Linked DNA regions of Sus scrofa: region 1 is linked to region 2. The links are chromatin contacts, called in public HiChIP or PLAC-seq maps. All regions are on one chromosome and are shown on one strand. Each heading gives the region's core, a stretch centred on a gene start, on an enhancer-like site or on the middle of the called end of the contact. The rest is flanking DNA. Distances are from core to core; before and after follow the strand shown.

Region 1 (4,558 bases), core at 310-2,809, 600 kb after region 2:
TAAAATACATATCAGATTTTAAAGACTTTGTACCCCCAAAACGTAAAATATCTCGTTGATAATTTTTATATTGTTTCCACATATTTTTTATATATTGAGTTAAATAAAATACTAATTTTGCCTGTTTCCTTGTGCTTTGTCTATGTGACAACTGGAAATGTTTTAGTTACTTATGTAGCTTACATACTCTTGGGAAGAGCTGGTTTAAAATGTGTGGAAAATAAACACACAAAACACTTCATAGATGCACGAGACAATGAACAATGTCACAATGTTGAATGTGGATTAATGCCGCGTGAGAGAGATGCAGACGTCAAGAGTTAAGAGCTCAAAGGAGAAAAAGAAGTCCCTGGGGGCTCCAGGGTAGGGAGGGAGGTGGTAAAGCCGGGACTGAGCCACACCCGGAAGAACAAGGAGGATGTGGATGGGGTGAGGGCATTGAGGCTGTTCCAGGCAGTGGACTCAATGCACTAAGAGAAGAATAACTCAGGCTCGGCAAGATGCGAAGGCCTTGGGGTCTCAAGCAAATGTGAAGGAAGGATTGTTTCCACCTGTGTCTTCAGCCGCCCCTTCCATTCCTTCCATCCCGTGGCTAGAGTGTTGGGGAGGGAGAGAGGCGGGCAGGAGGTCCTGCGTTGAATGCTGGGAACACAGGTGCTGTGTCCTAGGGTACCAAAGGGCCTTTGAATATCAGGTCACAGTGCAAACTCAAACCCAGATCCAAACACCTCCTCTGGCTTTGTCTAGAGTGGGTTCCTTGAGGGACCACACTTTCCAGGGGTGCTGGGGTCCCGGGTCCAGGCTCCGGGGGGGCAGGAGGCTCTACTCTGGCCTCAACCCCAGAGGCTCTGCCTCCCTCCTCCAGGCCCAGCCCCAGTGGGTTCCTGGTGGCTGCAGACATGAGTCCTGGGGCAAGTCACAGGGAAAACGTGCTCCAGTCAGAGAGGAACTCCCTCCCTCCATCTGGGCAACATGGAGTTTGGTGGAATGAAGCCATGGGGACAAGAAACCAAAAGCCTACGGCTTGAATGTGCTTATGCGCTTGCATTTTGCAGAATTTCTGGCATGGCTCTCCCTGGTCAGTAGTGGGATCTTTCTGAGAAAAGCTGGGACCTCTGTGGTCCTGGCCTGGTCCTGTGGGACTGGCTGCCTGGAGCCAAGAGGAGGGGCTGGAGCTGAGCCCAAGCTGTACTTTTGTTTTCTTTTCTTTTCTTTTTAGGGCTGCACCTGAGGCAGCATATGGAAGTTCCCAGGCTAGCGGTCAAATTGGAGCTGCAACCACCAGTTACACCACAGCCACAGCAACACAGGATCCAAGCTGCATCCGCAACCTCCCCCGCAGCTTGCAGCAACGCCGGATCCTTAACCCACTGAGTGTGGCCAGGGATCGAACCCACATCCTCAGGGACACTAGTCAGGTTTTTAACCCACTGAGCCACAAGGGGAACTCCCAACTTGGATGTTGAGTCATTTCAAGAAGGGCCAGCTGTGGTTTCCAGGCCAGAAGATAGGCCCAGAGATTGGCCCCAGAGGAACGTCAAGCCAGCCAGCCAGAGAAGGTGCTAGAGCGTCCACACAGCCGAGAAACAGGAAGCAGGGTAGTCTCAGAAAAGGGCTGATTCCCCAAGCCCTGACAGTGCACTGCCTTGGAGAGGCCTCCTTGGTGGGAGATCTTTGAAAACAGAACTTTGCCGCCATTGCCTCAAAGGGCTTTCAGACTTGCTTCCGGAAAGAAGAAGCCTTAACAGTTCAATGATCCCTCCCTAAGCATCTATCCTCCCCAAACACTGAACCAGGCGCCATGCGGGAAATGAGAAGAAAGGCAGAAAAACTTTAAAGCTCAGCACAGGAAGAGCCTTAAGAGGGCACTTTAGTTTTTTTCTCTCACTGATTCATTTATTCAAACAATTATTGAATATTACCTACATTCCAGACACTACTTTAAGTGCCAGGTATACAGAAGTGAACAAGAAAAATAAAATCTCTCTCCTTTCTTTGGTGTGTTTTGTTTTTGTTTCTGGTTTTTCCCCCCATTTATTTTAAAGTTTTATTGAAACATAGGTGATTTACAATGTTGTGATAACTTCTGCTGTACGAGAGCGATGCAATGACACATCTACACATATTCGTTCTCCTTCAGATTCTTTCCCTACACATATTGTCACAGAATATTGGGTAGAATTCTCTGTGCTATACAGCAGGTCCCCACTGGCCAGTCATTCCACATACTTCAGTGTGCATATGCCAATCCCAAACCCCCAGCCCAAGAGGTCACTTTAAAATGACTTCTCAGAGTAGAAATTCTTGCAAAAGCACCCAGAGCAGTTCCATGTAGACTTGGGGCTCTGAGAGCAAACTGCTTAAAAGAATCAGGAGTTCCCGCCGTGGCTCAGTGGTTAACGAATCTGACTAGGAACCATGAGGTTGCAGGTTCGATCCCTGGCCTTGCTCAGTGGATTAAGGATCCAGCGTTGTCATAAACTGCGGTGTAGGTTGCAGACGCAGCTTGGATCTGGCATTGCTGTGGCTGTGGCTGTGGCCGGCAGCTATAGCTCTGATTAGACCCCTAGCCTGGGAACCTCCATATGCCACGGAAGCAGCCCTAAAAAAGGCAAAAAAAAAAAAAAAAAAAAAAAAAAAAGAATCAAAGAATCTGTAAGCAGCATATGGAGGACTGGCCCAGTCCAGGAAGAGACCCTGAAGCACACAGCCCAGACTGCGAGGGCCAAGGAACCCTGAGCCAGGACGGCCCATGACAGGGCTGGCCACTGTGCGTGCGCATAGGTCTAGAGAAGGCCTCCTGGGCAAGAGGCCTGGAAGTAGGCCTTGAATGACATGCAGGCTCTGGGGTCGGGAAGAAGGGAGGGGGATGCAAAATGATTTTTTAAAAAGAAGAGGAGGAGGAGGAAAAGGAAGAGGAGGAAGGGAATGGGCAGGAAAAGAAGTCAACGATAGTGACCCAGAGGCCGCAGGAAGTTCTCCAACCCCAAAATCTCTGCTGCCTAAAATCTCACCACAAAGTGTTCATTTTGGAGGGTGGGACGGAGTTTTTTCATTCTTTATGTTCATCTTTCAAAATGAAGCTTTCTTCACTGAGATAACACGTAAAGTCCTTAATAGGACCTCAGATGGTGACAAAGAACAGGCAGAGAGGAGATGAATAAAGACAAACTCTGTCCAGTTTTGCCACCAATGAGCCAATTCACTCTACTGCTAACCAAGCACTAAGCTGCCACGGCAGTGCAGAGGGGAGAGGGACAGGCTTGGTCCAGGGGGCAGGCTCAATGTGAGTCCCTACTCCATTGATCTTAGGAAAACCCTGACTTTTCTCCTACCACCCTCCCTGAAGCTCAGCCCTCCAATCATACCTCAAAGTGTAGAGAAGCAATGTGTTCTTGTTGGCCTGAACAGCTTCTGTGTGACCACAATCTCCTTTCCAAAGGGTTCATGGGAGAAAAGGCTTTTTTTTTTTTTTTTTTTTTTTTTGCCTTTTGCCTTTTGCCTTTTGCTAGGGCCGCTCATGTGGCATATAGAAATTCCCAGGCTATGGGTCTAATCGGAGCTATTGCTGCCAGCCTACGCCAGAGCCACAGCAATGTGGGACCCAAGCCACATCTGCGACCTACACCACAGCTCATAGCAATGCCGGATCCTTAACCCACTGAGCAAGGCCAGGGATTGAACCCGCAACCTCACGGTTCCTAGTCGGATTCGTTAACCACTGAGCCATGACAGGAACTCCCCGGGAGAAAAGTCTTGAGAAAGTTTCACAGCAAAATTGTTAAGTTTCTGGGCACAGGAGTCAGGCTGTCTGAGTTTGAGTCCTGGCTCTGCTAACTGGATCTTGACGTTCATCTCTGTGAAGCCCAGTTTCCTCATTTGCAATATGAGGCGGATGAGAGTACTTATTTCACAGAGTTACCGTGAGGTTTGAAATATATAATGTACTTAAAGTACTTGGAATGCCAGGCATTACACTGATAAACCTTGTGCTTGACATTCTCACCGATTTTCTGCAAGCAGCCAGCACAAAGAATCTGTTTGGGTGTTTCAAAACAAAGATAGAGTCTACCTCACCCAGACAATTTTTGCATCATTCTTCCATCATTCAGTTCCTTTTTTTTTTTTTTTTTTTTTTTTTTGTCTTTTTAGAGCCACACCTGCAGCATATGGAAATTCCCAGCCTACGGGTCGAATCAGAGCTACAGCTGCCGGCCTACACCACAGCCATAGCAACACAGGATACGAGTCATGTCTGTGACCTACACCACAGCTCACAGCAAAGCCAGATCCTTAACCCACTGAGCGGGGCCGGGGATCAAACCTGCATCCTCATGGATATTCATCGGGTTCATTGTGTCCGGAGCCACAACAGGAACTCCTCATCATTCAATTCTTACTTATTGAACACCTACGAGAAGCAGGATTTTGTAAAAAGTATAAAAGACACAAAGAATAGCATGGAGAGCTACCCTGTCTTGAAGGAATATAAAAACTAAGCAGGCCCGATAAGACACAGTGTCAAGGAAAAACTGCATGACGCAGTGAACAGGGGTGC
Region 2 (4,569 bases), core at 1,289-3,788:
TAGATACAATAATATTTTAAAATCACACACATATATATATACACACACACAATGATAATGCATTTTGAGGGTCTTATTAAAAAAGTTGTAGTTTGTTCAGATGGCAAATTTACTATGCTATCTACATTGTTTTATTTACTCTATTAATATGTTAATTATATTTTAAAATTAGACTTCAAATTAATATCTATGTGTATATTTTTATTTGCATTTACATATGTGGGATTGAATACATATTAAGGTATATTAATAAGCCCTTTACCGCAAATTGTTACACAAATAATATGCAAAAGAAGTAAAAATAGAATTTGGATTTTTTTCTTAAAATTAATGTTATTTTATGTACAGATCAGTGGAGGTCACCAAATTATTTTGCTAATTCTTGGTGCTTCTTGACATAGTTTTAAATCATTTTTCAAAAGTTCTCACTTTTGAAAAAAAAGTTGAGTTTCTGGCAAGCATTCTTGCTTATTTCTATGTTTTTATACCTTTGCTGCAAGTTGTTTTTTATTTAGATATTTATGAATCTGTCTCCTTAATCACCCTTGATGTTGCTTTTCCTAAATTCAGGCCTCAAATTCAGAATAATAAAACTCTTAAGATATCTTTTATGCCTGAGCTATCCTTCAGGTCCCTAAAATGACTTGCTAGTAACACAAAGATTTGCTCCATCACTCAATAAAAGAAAGGCAAATAGGGATAATTAAGTTTGTCTAAAAAAACCTGTATGAATTCTTTTGTTTAACAAACTTAGAATTAAAAAAAAAACAAAACAAAACACAAAAACCCTGGGAGTTCCCTAGTGGCCTAGTAGGTGAAGGATCAGGTATTATCACTGCTGTTGCTCTGGTTGATGCTGTGGTACAGGTTTGACCCCCGGCCCCAGGGAATTTCCATGTGCTATGGGTGCCACAAAAACAAATTAAATAAAACGATTTAAAAAACCCAACAATAAAAAGAGAGTTTATCTTCTCAGGCAAATTATAGTTAAGTAAAAACAAATACTTTGTATGATTGGGTACTTTTCAAGTTTAAGAAAACAACAACATGCTCATGTACAAGCACCAAGATGGTATAATAACCACCTATCAAAATGTGTTTTCTGGGATTCTATATATTTTAGAGATTAAGCCCTTGTCAGTTGCATCATTTGAAACTATTTCCTCCCATTCTGTAAGTTGTCTTTTTGTCTTCTTTTTGGTTTCCTTGGGATTCTAGATGCATAATTCCTATACCCCTGTTTGTTCATACAAAGTCTGAATAAACACTAGCAGTATTAATACAAATACATGGTAATCTTTAGAGGCCTACTGCTCATTTCAGCATTTCACTGAGTAGCCAAAATATAGTCACCTTGTTTGGAAGTGTGACAGCAATAGTAAAATGTGTAAAAACTTCATTTGATTTTGTTTTAAGGTTTTTGTTAACCTTAATGGTTGCTGTGCTATATACACTCTTCTACAGATAGAAAATTTCTCATTTTTTAGCTAGTCATCTAATCTCTATAAAATATTGTTCTATTTCACCTCCCATGTCACTGCGACACTAACACAGCCACTTCCTTCATTTGATTGAAAAAAGAGAACCCTGTCATTACTTAACTCCTATCAGGGAACGCTCCACATCACTTATGGGCCTTATAGAGACTCTCTTAAATGTCCTTGATTTAATTTTGTAATGGCCCATACTAAAAAAGAAAAACTGAAAATTGCCAAGTAGGCTGGGCTATCACAGATTTGAATTTACCCTTGAAAGGTAAGCTTCTCAGAAATCAACTCAGTTCAGATGGCCATATTAATCGGTCTCGCCCAGTGCCAGCTAACAAAGGATAAACTATTTGTCCTGATAGTAGGTATTCTTTGGGTTAGTCTATAATTTCAAAACTCTTTAGAAAAAAAGAAATTTCCTGACCATTACAAAAATCCTTGTAACATGGACTGTGAAATAAAGAACTTGAGATATTTTGCTAGTACGTAGAGAGATAACCACAATAAAAGTGAGAGTTTAACAAAAATCACACATGACATTATCCAAAATAGCTGAGAGAAATTAACCAAGATGTAGAAGAAACATTAAGGAGGTTATTTTACGTATTGCTGATGATCGTTCTAATGCGTATCTTATTTGCCAAATATTTGTAGCTCATTTCCACATTTCCTTTGGGACTTTTCTAAGATATAACCTTATGAATGAAGTCTTCCCTGACCATCCTATATGAAATAAGAAACTTCTTCTTCCCCATCCTGCTTTATATTTATAGCAGTTTGTCTACTGTCTGTCTTTCTCCACTAGAATATAAGCTCCACGAGATTCTTTGTTCTGTTCATTCTTGGGATTTCCAGTGCCTAGAGATGTCTAGCACATAATGTGCACAAATAGGTGTTGATACAATAAATGAATATGTCTTCCTAAGTCCATTGCACTTAGCAGCATTGATTTATTCATCAAAGAGGACCTTGTATCTTCCAGGCAGCGTGTTGAGATCTGATGATGAACAGTGACCAACTTCTGCTTTCAAGAAGGTTATGGTTCACTCAGAGGGAAGCTGATAAGCAGACTGGCATTTAGAGCACAGTGTAATAAATGCTGGGACAGGGGAAGTACTCTGTGCTGAGGAACTGTACGGCAGACTTACCTAATCCGGTCTGGAGGGCATCAAGGAAGAATTCTTCATGAAAGTGATGTCCTAACAAAGACAATGAGGACAAGAAGTTAATCCTGTTAAAAAATTGGGAGAGTCAAAAGTGTTTCATGGGGAGTTCCTGTCATGGCTCAGCGGAAAGGAATCTGACTGACTACGGAAGGTTCGATCCCTGGCCTTGCTCAGTGGGTTAAGGATCTGGTGTTGCCGTGAGCTGTGGTATAGATTGCAGACGTGGCTCGGTTCTGGCGTTGCTGTGGTTGTGGTGTAGGCCAGCAGCTGCAGCTCTGATTTAGACCCCTAGTGTGGGAACCTCCATGTGCCTCGGGTATGGCTCTTTGTTTCATGCAAAGAGATAGGTCAGTGGAAAGGCTGAATGGTGAGAGAAGCTGTTGCCAGATTAAAGACTTAAATCTCCCCAGAGGCGCTGATTTGTTTCATGTGTTCAAGTCCTGCACTGTGTTGTTCTCTGTGCTGGGAAAGGCTGGAATGCCTCCCTGTTTATAGCTTAATCACCTCTACATCCTGGAAAACCTCTTGTTATGTGGCTTCTCCCACTTCACAAAAGCAGAAGTAATCACTTGCTTCTTTGTCCCATCACTATAATCAGTGTTTCCTCTGTTCTAGCCCTTACTAATTTTTTTCAACACTATATTACACACTTTGTATCCTTAGGCACTAGGAACTCCAAGGGGCTAGTATAGCACAGGCACTCATTAAATGTTTGTTGAATGAATAAATGATTAATTGGTACTGATTCTGAATATAATTTCCTGTTTCTGTTACTTAGGGAAGAGAACAACTAGAAAAATCCTAGGATTCTTCCATATCAAGAAAAGAATGGGAGTTCCCATCATGGCTTAGTGGTTTATGAACCCAGCTAGCATCCATGAGGATGTGGATTCGATCCCTGGTCTTGCTCAGTGGGTTAAGGATCTGGTGTTGCCATGAGCTGTGGTGTAAGTTGCAGACTCAGTTCAGATCCCACGTTGCTGTGGCTGTGGTGTAGACTGGTGGCTACAGCTCCGATTGGACCCCCTAGCCTGGGAACCTCCATATGCCTCTAGAGCAGCCCTAAAAAAAAAAGAGAGAGAGAGAGAGAGAGAGAGAAAAGAATGACTGCAGAGTAAAAAATCATATAGAGACAGATTCTCTATCTATCCATCCATCTATCCATCTGTCTATCTAACTATTCATCTATCTGCATTCTAGGTCCTGCTTGGAATAAAGGAGGTGAAGAATCACAAATGTGTCCTATTCCGTATACTTGTTAATATTTGTCCCCCATTAGTTCTGTGAAAGCAGAAGCTAAGGCAGGGCTTGGTATGCATCATATCTATTGGGACCAACTTCGGGTTGGAAAGGAATGATGTAGGTTTGGAACAAGAAATGCCCATGGGGAGGCCTAGAGCACATACAACCCAAGTCAGAGCTGTCCCACAATGACCACAAATATACTAAGAGTGCCATCGGTTGGTCAGTACTCAGATGGAAGGGTGTGTGTGCTGGGGTGTGGCAATAGTTTAGGGAAACCCTGATGGGAGTGACAGCTGGAAGCTCTTTGGTCACCATATTCCATGCAACCTGGGCAGCAAGTCCTTCCTAGAACTAGGACTCCACATCCCCTGCAACCTTATTCCATGAATATACAGTCACAATTTCAAATGAGGTAGGTTATATTCAAATTTCCCTAACAACAATGTGTGTATTTTAAAAGACGTGGAAAATATCAAATATCAGTATATCAGAAACATTACAAACACATTTTTCTCAGAGATGTTATTGGAATTTGAAGCACTGCCATGTAGCTTCCTTCAGGTTTGATGGTAATACTTCTAAGTCAGAATTTTGGTTTACTTTGTCCCAAAAGACATCTAACACATTTCAAGATGGACTGCAGATCACTCCCCGCTTTGAGGTGCCGTAAA

What was found. HiChIP or PLAC-seq counts read pairs in DNA pulled down with a chosen protein or histone mark.
Region 1: an H3K27ac HiChIP or PLAC-seq map of alveolar macrophages shows a contact between it and region 2. The contact joins two enhancer-like sites. A contact is called at or near these places in 1 of 47 Hi-C or Micro-C datasets (embryonic fibroblasts) and 1 of 2 datasets of contacts at active chromatin or transcription factors (alveolar macrophages).

The regions. Positions count from the first base shown.
Region 1 is chr3:97,446,527-97,451,084 of Sscrofa11.1, forward strand. The region is part of intron 4 of LOC106509843 (a long non-coding RNA gene); the gene reads right to left. Among named protein-coding and RNA genes, the nearest start is that of TRNAI-UAU, 120 kb to the right of the region's middle. Within about 2 kb of position 1,560, at least 5 of the 83 cell types and tissues checked have an H3K27ac peak or open chromatin away from gene starts, as enhancers often do. A contact at or near this core is called in alveolar macrophages, where this site is marked.
Region 2 is chr3:96,847,638-96,852,206 of Sscrofa11.1, forward strand. No RefSeq gene overlaps it. Among named protein-coding and RNA genes, the nearest start is that of PLEKHH2, 16 kb to the left of the region's middle. Within about 2 kb of position 2,539, at least 6 of the 83 cell types and tissues checked have an H3K27ac peak or open chromatin away from gene starts, as enhancers often do. A contact at or near this core is called in alveolar macrophages, where this site is marked.